3 separate regions of the Sus scrofa genome follow, and regions 2 and 3 are each linked to region 1. The links are chromatin contacts, called in public Hi-C and HiChIP or PLAC-seq maps. All regions are on one chromosome and are shown on one strand. The core of a region is the stretch at or near the end of the contact, and the rest is flanking DNA. Distances in the headings are between cores, read along the strand shown.

Evidence for each region. A called contact is a pair of places that touch in the nucleus more often than the background predicts. HiChIP or PLAC-seq counts read pairs in DNA pulled down with a chosen protein or histone mark.
Region 2: a contact with region 1 is called in an H3K27ac HiChIP or PLAC-seq map of skeletal muscle, with 5 times the contacts expected there. The contact joins the enhancer-like site here to the promoter of WNT11 in region 1. A contact is called at or near these places in 4 of 5 promoter capture datasets (fetal liver, liver and skeletal muscle), 25 of 47 Hi-C or Micro-C datasets (blood, brain, embryonic fibroblasts and 14 more) and 1 of 2 datasets of contacts at active chromatin or transcription factors (skeletal muscle).
Region 3: a contact with region 1 is called in a Hi-C map of skeletal muscle, with 8 times the contacts expected there. The contact joins the enhancer-like site here to the promoter of WNT11 in region 1. A contact is called at or near these places in 4 of 5 promoter capture datasets (fetal liver, fetal skeletal muscle, liver and 1 more), 8 of 47 Hi-C or Micro-C datasets (embryonic fibroblasts, fetal skeletal muscle, liver and 2 more) and 1 of 2 datasets of contacts at active chromatin or transcription factors (skeletal muscle).

What each region holds. Positions count from the first base shown.
Region 1 is chr9:10,433,726-10,436,429 of Sscrofa11.1, reverse strand. It overlaps WNT11 (protein Wnt-11), which reads left to right and starts at 1,272. Exons shown (of 6, transcript XM_005667138.3): 1 at 1,272-1,595.
Region 2 is chr9:10,511,112-10,513,811 of Sscrofa11.1, reverse strand. All of the region lies in intron 2 of LOC102162516 (a long non-coding RNA gene), which reads left to right. Among named protein-coding and RNA genes, the nearest start is that of THAP12, 54 kb to the left of the region's middle. Within about 2 kb of position 1,426, at least 5 of the 83 cell types and tissues checked have an H3K27ac peak or open chromatin away from gene starts, as enhancers often do. A contact at or near this core is called in skeletal muscle, where this site is marked.
Region 3 is chr9:10,528,925-10,531,624 of Sscrofa11.1, reverse strand. No RefSeq gene overlaps it. Among named protein-coding and RNA genes, the nearest start is that of THAP12, 36 kb to the left of the region's middle. Within about 2 kb of position 1,449, at least 17 of the 83 cell types and tissues checked have an H3K27ac peak or open chromatin away from gene starts, as enhancers often do. A contact at or near this core is called in fetal skeletal muscle, mesenteric adipose tissue and skeletal muscle, where this site is marked.

The DNA of each region.
Region 1 (2,704 bases), core at 23-2,522:
AACCTCCATTTGCCATGGGTGTGGCCTAAAAAGCAAAACAAAAAAGCAAAGATAGAAAAGGAAAATGTGTACGGCCATTTCCCCTGTATGTGCAACTGAGTGTGTGGGGGCCTACGGTGTGTCCGAGGATCTCCTGAGTGTGTTTGTGACCACTTGTGGGGAGATCAGTCCCAGCCCTGTGCAGAAAGGGGACTGGCTGCTTACGTGCAGGGGCACTTGCATGGCTGAGAACCTGCGGTGGACTCTGGGCTCAGACGTGGGCATCGTTTGCCGTTACAGCCAGGTTAAGACAGCCTAGGGGTGCTGTTCATGGGTGCCTACAAGGAACTGGGGAAAGAGTACCAAGCATTTTTTTGAAATCTGAAAGAAGCCCCCTTTCACTAAATCTATTTCCCCTTCTGCTAAAGAACTAGATTATTCTTGAGATCATCCTTGGGGTTGGGGCCCCTGAGGTGGGGAGTGGGAGAGACAGAAGTTAGGGCAACCACAGTAACCAACCGGGGCAGGTAGAAAGGGGAGGGGGCACAGTCAGCCAGGGAGGGCCCAGGTGGGCGTGGAACCAGTCCCAGGGAAGTCTCCCCAGAAATACAGCCCCAGCCCCAACCCCAGGCAAGGTTCTACACCCGCAAGGAGCACTCTTCCTTCTCTTTAGCTTCTGAAACCAGCCCTCTGCTGGTGGTTCCTTGGAGACCAGGGCAAGGTACCCAGAAGACTCCCTAAGAGTCATCCCAGAGATGGGACGCCTGCCTCCTTGGTGCCAAGGTTACAGCGCCTTCTCAGGGCAGAGCCGTGGCGCCTCCTTTCTTCGCTGAGAGTCCGCAGACCTGGAACCAGCGATCTGGAGAGGCAACCCTGTGAAGGCTGGACTGGGACACCGAGGCAGCTCTCGGGGTCCCCGATGTCTGCCGGGACCTGAGCTACAGGATCAACACCGAGGGATGCCTGGGCCCCAGACCGAGACCTAAGTCGGACTTTCGCCTGAGCCCCAGGCTTCCTCCTCTGCCAAACCAGACGGGGTGGAGGGCTTGCTGTGAGGTTGAGAAACCGGCCTTACCTGGGCCCCACGCACCCCAGGCACGCAGTAGGCTCGCAGCCCGCACGCTCAGTTAACACCAGCTGCAGTTACAGTCTGTAAGTCTCCTCTTTGGAACGCAACAGGGTGCGACGTCCTCTCGTGCCGCTGGCGCCGCGGGTCCGTGGCATCCGCGGGGACCCCGCCCCCGCCCCCCGCGCGCGGCGCGAGCCACCCGGTGGGGTTTCGGCGCGCTGACGTGGGCGGATCAAAGCAGCTGCCCGCGCCTTATAAAGCAGTTCGGGCAGCCGGGGCGGGAGACGGTGCCGGCTGAGCAGGAGAGCTCGGGCGAGCGGGCGAGCGCAGGCCCCGGCAGCCGAGCCCCCTCCAGAGCGGCCTGAGTCCGCGCCCCGGTCCCCGAGAGCCCCGAGCCGGCCGCTGCTCGCCAGGATCCCGGGCGTCCTTCTCCTGCCGCAAGTGAAGAGTGCGCCCTCGCCGCCGGCCCAGCAGGGAGAGCGCTCGGGTCCGCTGGGGGCCGCGCTCGCCGCTCCCCGGCCGGCCCCTCCAGGCGAGGGCCCAGGAGGTGAGCTGCGGCCGCGGGCACCGGGCGAGAGCTCCGCGGGGACCTGCCAGGGCGGCGGGGGGCTACGGGCGCCCGAATCCGAGGGGGACGGCGCGATCCCGTCGGGCGCTCGCTCCCGGGTAGGCAAAGCAAGCCCTTTTCCATGCCTCTCCTCCGCCGCTCTCCCAGGCATTCCCCCCACTCACCGCAGTCCCGCGGGGCTGGGGGCGCCGGCTTTATGCGGACGAATGGTGCAGGGGGGCCGTGCATTTCCCGCGGGCCGCCGCAAGCCTACCCACCCCCCTTAAGACCCTCTCGCTCCCAGTCAGCCCGCGGATGAGGTCATGCCCGAGCCACCGCGGGGGTGGGGGACTTGGATCCTGCAGCAGGGGTGTGTGTGGCGGGACGGGAGAGGGTGGCCAAAGGCAGAGAACTACGGCAGTTCCTCCTAAATTGGGGGGTGGGGCGGACGCCTGGCTTTGAGACGGGCCCCCAGAAGCGGCCAGGGAGTGAACCGAGAGTTTGTTTACAGACCTGAGCTCCAGGCTCGGGGGTAGGGAGGAGGAAAGTCCTGTCCCGGCCCCCAGGCACATCTGGAGCCGCTCTGAACATCTGGCGGAGCTCGCGCACGAGCCCCACACCTCCCACCTCCCGGAGCTAAGGTACCTCCAAGACCCTCACGGCCCTTAGGCGCTCGGGGTCGGGCTCAGAGAGGGTTGTATGAGGTACCCCGAGTTCCCTCACCCCACCCTTCCCACTTCCAAAATAACCCCCACCCCTACCGCCGCCCCCTGGCGCACCGTCTGCAGCCCAGCAAACGCATCTCGCGGCCAGGGTCAAAGGCGGGGAGCGGGCCCCACCTCGCTAGGCGTCGCAGGTAACCTTGAAGCAGTGGCTCTGTGTCACGGATTCCCGGGGTCGGCTCTGCGAGCTGCGCAGCGACAGGCTTCAGGCCGGGCCCGCGGCGACCTTCCGCGCGGCGTGGACACGCAGCCCCGGCGCGCAGTGCCGGCTCCAGGCCCAGCGCAGGCTCTTCGGGGAAGGGGAAGCTTTGTGTCTCCCCGCCGGCTTTGGCTCAGAGGAGACAGCCACCTGGCAGCTGGGTTTCCAGGGCCTTCCAGAGCCTCAGC
Region 2 (2,700 bases), core at 177-2,676, 77 kb before region 1:
GACATCCCTGCTGGTTTCCCGGTGGGAAAGGTCAGATCAGCTCCTGGGGGACATGAGAGGGAGAGCATCATCCCAGCCCAAGTGGGGGAATCGGGCGAGTCTTAACGTGCCCCGGAGCCTCTGCTCCTGGCCTCCTGGCTCTTCCTCCTGGTGTCCCCTGCAGCATCCCTGAAATGCCCTCTCCCTTCCCAGGGAAGGCGCACTGGGGGTGCTCGCCCTGCCAGTCTCAGAGAGAAGGGACAGGCATTGACTGAGCTCCCACTGCTGCTTGGTATACATGGCTTCTCTGCCGGTCCTCATAGCCACTCTATGTGGTGTGGGTGTCACCAACCCTGATGGCCCACTGAGACCCCACATTGCCAAGCCGCTAAGTCCGGGAGCCAGGATTTGAAGATGTAAGTCTTTCTGAATCCTTACAGATTCAGAAGCTGTCCCCATTCGTGCGTCGGGAAAGACCAGTATTGCTTTGTCTTGAAATGATTGTAGCCGGTGAGAATGACCATGCATTTCAGCGGCGTGTTGTAGAGGAAGGGAGTGACTGGGCCAGTTCTCGGGGACGGGGGCTGGAGGAGAGGACCTGCCCTTACTGGTTGGTGTTCAGCCCTGGCTCAGGAGGAGTTGCCTCTTGGGGCCCTGAGGACAGAGACATCCTTGGCCCTTGCCACTGGCTGGGGTGTCCTTCCCCGTCCCCGCTCCAAGGGGTAGGCGAGACAAGTCTGAGGAGGGGTGGAGAACCAGGATTTGGGTGGGGGCTGACTTAATAGTGGGGTGTCCCTTGCGAGGGCTCCTGTGACTTGCCTTCCCGTGGGGCTCTCCTGCCTCTGTGCTCCCTGCCCGACTGGGAATCCAGCCCTGGGGCTCCTTGTCCCACAGACTCGACCTGCTCCACGAAGCCTCTGAGCACCCGAGCCTGGACTGGCCTTTGCGCTCTGCTCCCTTGTGAATTGTTGTCGCAGAAGTTCCATGTTGTCATTGACTAGTTATGTGGTTGTTTCCCCATCAGACCGGGAGTTCCCTGAGGGCAGGGCTTGTCTGATTCTTCTCTGAGTCTGCAGCTCCCATGACACGGGCAGGAAGGAAGGTTGTTGGCTGAGTGAATAATTGAATGAAGGAATGAATGGATGCAAGAAACAGGCAGCACACATATCCCCAGTTGACGAGCCTTGGGCTTCAGGTCTGTCGCCAGCCGCTGGGTGATGTTGGGCCAAGCCCTGTCGCCCTCTGGTTTCAAATCTTCCATCTGTCCACTGGGGGGATGGGGACCTTCCAGCTGCCGCGCAGAAACCAGGAGTCAGCATGAAGCTGCCCCCTCCCCACCCTTGTCCCCGCAGCCCCTCCCCTGAGCCCCAGCGAGGTAGGGTGGGGGAAGGACCTATCAAGTTACTTTAGTCCCATGCTGTCACCTTGGAAACGCTCCATCTCAGCTCTGATGGCTCTGCCCTGAGCAAGCCTGCTTGGCCAGCGGACCCACTGACCTCAGCCAGGGCTTGCTGGGGGCAGGTCCCGCCCTCTTCTCCCAGGGTTGGGGTCTGCAGTGCTCTGCAAGTGGCCGAGCCGGCACCCCTCCCCGCAGCCCAGGGGGCCAGCCTCTCAGGGGCGAATGTGGGACCCAAAGCGGCAGGGGCCAGACGGGCTCTGAGCATTGAGTGGCCCAGCTGGGAATCTGAAATCGTCTTTTTTTTTTCATTTAATTTTTTTTAATTTTAAAAATTTTATTGCAGTATAGTTGATTTACAATGTTGTGTTCCTTTCTGCAAGTGACTCAGACATGTATGTCCTTTTTCATGTTCTTTTCCTTTTTTTTTTGTTTTTTTGTTTTTTTGCCTCTTTTAGGGCTGCTCTGGCAACATGTGGAGGTTCCCAGGCTAGGGTCCAATCGGAGCTGTAGTCGCCAGCCTACGCCAGAGCCACAGCAACGCCAGATCTGAGCTGTGTCTGCGACCTACACCACAGCTCATGGCAACGCCGGATCCTTAACCCCCTGAGCAAGGCCAGGGATCAAACCGGCAACCTCATGGTTCCTAGTCGGGTTCGTTAACCACTGCGCCATGACGGGAACTCCCATGTTCTTTTCCATTATGATTTATCACAGGCTAGTGAATGGTGTTCCCTGTTTATCCGTCCTGTATATAATAGTTTGCCTCTGCTAATCCCAGTCTCCCACATCTTCCCTCCCCTGCCCTGTCCTTGGCAACCACGAGTCTGTTCTCTATATCTGTGAGTCTGTTTTTGTTTTTATTTCACGTGTCCAGTGATGCCATATGGTATTTTTCTCTTTCTGACTTACTTCGCTTAGTATGAGACTCTCTAGTCCAGCCTTGTGGCTGCAAATGGCATTGGTTCATCCTTTTTAATGACTGGGTAGTATTCCATTGTTTATATGTACCACATCTTCTTAATTCATTCACCTCTCGGATATTTAGGTTGTTTCCTTGTCTTGGTTATTGGAAATAGTGTTTCTAGTTGCCTCCTTAGCACAGTAGGCAGTGTGTCAGTCTCATAATCTGAAGGAAATAGTGTTTCTATAAATATAGGGGTGCATGCATCTTTTTAAATTAGAGTTTTGTCTGGATATATGCCCAGGAGGGGGATTGCTGGATCACATGGCAATTCTATTTTTAGTTTTTTGAGGAACCTCCCGTACTCTTCCACAGTGGCTGCACCAATTTGCATTCTCACCAACAGTGTAAGAGGGCTCCC
Region 3 (2,700 bases), core at 200-2,699, 95 kb before region 1:
ATTTCCCTAAGCATCAATTCCTTTTTTGGGGGGGGGGGTCCTTTTTGTCTTTTTAGTGCCGTTCCCGCGGCAGGCATATGGAGGTTCCCAGGCTAGGGGTCTAATCGGAGATGTAGCCATCGGCCTATGTCAGAGCCACAGTGGCACAGGATCCGAGCCATGTCTGCGACCTACACCACAGCTCATGGCAAGGGCAACGCCGGATCCTTAACCCACTGAGCAAGGCCAGGGATCGAACCCGCAGCCTCATGGTTCCTAGTCGGATTCCCTAACCACTGAGCCGTGACGGGAACTCCCAATTCATTTTTAAAATGGTCTATAAATTGCCCGGGCATAGGAGGTGAGAAGTTAAGGTTGTTTGAGTTTGTATTTTGATTCATTTTAGAAAGGGGTCAATAGAACCTATTTTTTGTAAAGTTGGAGTTTGCTATATTTTTTAAAAAACTATATGTATATATAGAGTCATTTTAGGATAGCAAAACACAGAACAGTGGATCTCAATCAGGGACACTTTCACACCCCAGGTGACATTTGGCCGTGTTGGGAGGCATTTGGGTTGTCACAGCAGGGGGCAGGGAGGGGGACAGGAAGCTAGTGGCATCTGGTGTGTAGAGTCTAAGGATGCTGCCAAACATCCTACATTGTGCAGGACTGGCCCCCAAAACAAAGGATTTTCTGGCCCCAAATATCCATGGCATGAGGCTAAGAAACCCTGGCATAGAGATTAAGGATGTGGATTGTGGAGCCCAGTTCTCTGGAATTAACCCTAGTTCCGCTGCCTGCTACCTGTCTATCCTTGGGCCCCTTCCTTGACCTCTCATCTGAGAGGAATAGTACGTTTCTGCCAAAGGGCGTGTGTGTGAGGATCACTAAGACCTAAGGTTCGCAGAGCATCGCGAATAGAGACTGGCTTCCATGGGCTCCCAGTGAGTGTCCACTCTTGTTTTAAAAACTTTTGAATAAGCACCAGACTTTGAATAAGCACAATACCTGGTGGCCGAGACCAGGACCTCAGGTAAGTTACTTAACTCCTTGTGCCTCAGTGTCTTCATTTGCTAAAAAAATATTGTGGCGGACAGATGAGATGAAGGGTAAGACAGCATGATGGAAGCCGTGGAACATCTGGCAGCAAATCCACTGGTATCATTATTATTGTCTCAGACTCCAGTAAGAGAATGTTCTGGGGGTGAAGCAATAAACTCTCCTGGGCCAGGCTGTAACTCAGCAGAAGGGACAGCAGAGAGAGGAGGTGCTCAGAGCAGGCCCAGGACGGCGCCTTAAGTGCATCCTCAGCTGTGAGTCCAGGAAGTCGCCGTTATTGCCTGGTTATGTGCAAGCTGCGTCCTGGCTTCACATACCACTTTCCCCGGAGGCGCTCTTGGCGACCCAGCAGACACGCCTGCTCTGCAGGCTCCTAGCTCTGGGAAAAACAACAGCTCAGATGGAAAGAGTGCCCCGAAAGCCCCTGGCCAGGGATCTGCTCCTCCTCTGTCTTCTCTGGCAGCAGTTCTCTGAGCTCTCGGATGACAAAACTGGATTCCTGGCCCGGACTCCAAGGCGCTCTGGCTGCAGCCACACAGGATTGAGTGAGGGTTATTATTATCTTCAACAATTATTGGCAAACAGTAATCTAGCAGGGACGGTGTCAAGCTAGTCACATAAATAAACTCATAATTCTCAGAACAACCTTGTGAAACTGAGTATTATGACCTTATTGCTGATGCTGTCACTGAGGCTCAGAGCCATTAAACAACTTGCCCAGAATGCGCAGAGCCAGATGCACATTGCTCTCAACCAACACCCGCAGCATCGCAAGCCAGAATGTGCACAGAGCCTAGCGAACACTAGGCACTTAATGTTTGTTCACTGTGTTTAATGAATCAGTGTCAAAGGGCGAATCTCGAACCAGCGTGCCCCTCATCCAGCTCTGCCCATCCTGCCGCTCACCGCCCCCTGCCCTGTCCCTGCTGGGCTCCCAGTGCCTGCTCACTCTCGCCTAGGGGCTCAGTGCCCTCTCGGCAGCAAGTAAAACTGTTCTTTCAGGGGCCTTCAAGTGACAGTTGCAGAGACTAGCCCGCTGCTCCATCTGGTGATACTGCTCTGTGCCAAGCACTTGGGGGGGAGCTTGGGGACACAGTGCTGAGTCATCCCCAGCACCTGACTGAGGGGAGTCCACATCTGTGCGAGGGGGAGGGGGCGAGAGGGGAGACGGACGAGGAAACCAGCTGGCCACCAGCAGCGTGATCCAAGCAGCCCTTCAAGGGAAAGGCGCAGGGACGTCTTCCCGAGGCTGAAGCTGCTTTTGAAATTCACATACCTGTACTTGGCATAGACTGGGCCACAGCTGCTTTCTTCCATCCGTCCCAATTTACCTCTCATTCTGTCCTGACACCACACAATGGAAAACTAAGAAACAGTCTCTCTAGCAGCTCAGAATCCACACTGGGAAAAAGGGATCGAGAAACTGCTGTTAAGAACCTACTGTGTGGAATTCCCGTTGTGGTGCAGTGGAAACGAATCCGACTAGGAACCATAAGGTCGCAGGTTCAATCCCTGGCCTCGCTCAGTGGGTTAAGGACCCAGTGTTGCCATGAGCTGTGGTGTAGATTGCAGCATGGCTTGGATATGGCACTGCTGTGGCTGTGGTGTAGGCCACTGGCTACAGCTCTGATAAGACCCCTAGCTGGCAACCTCCATATG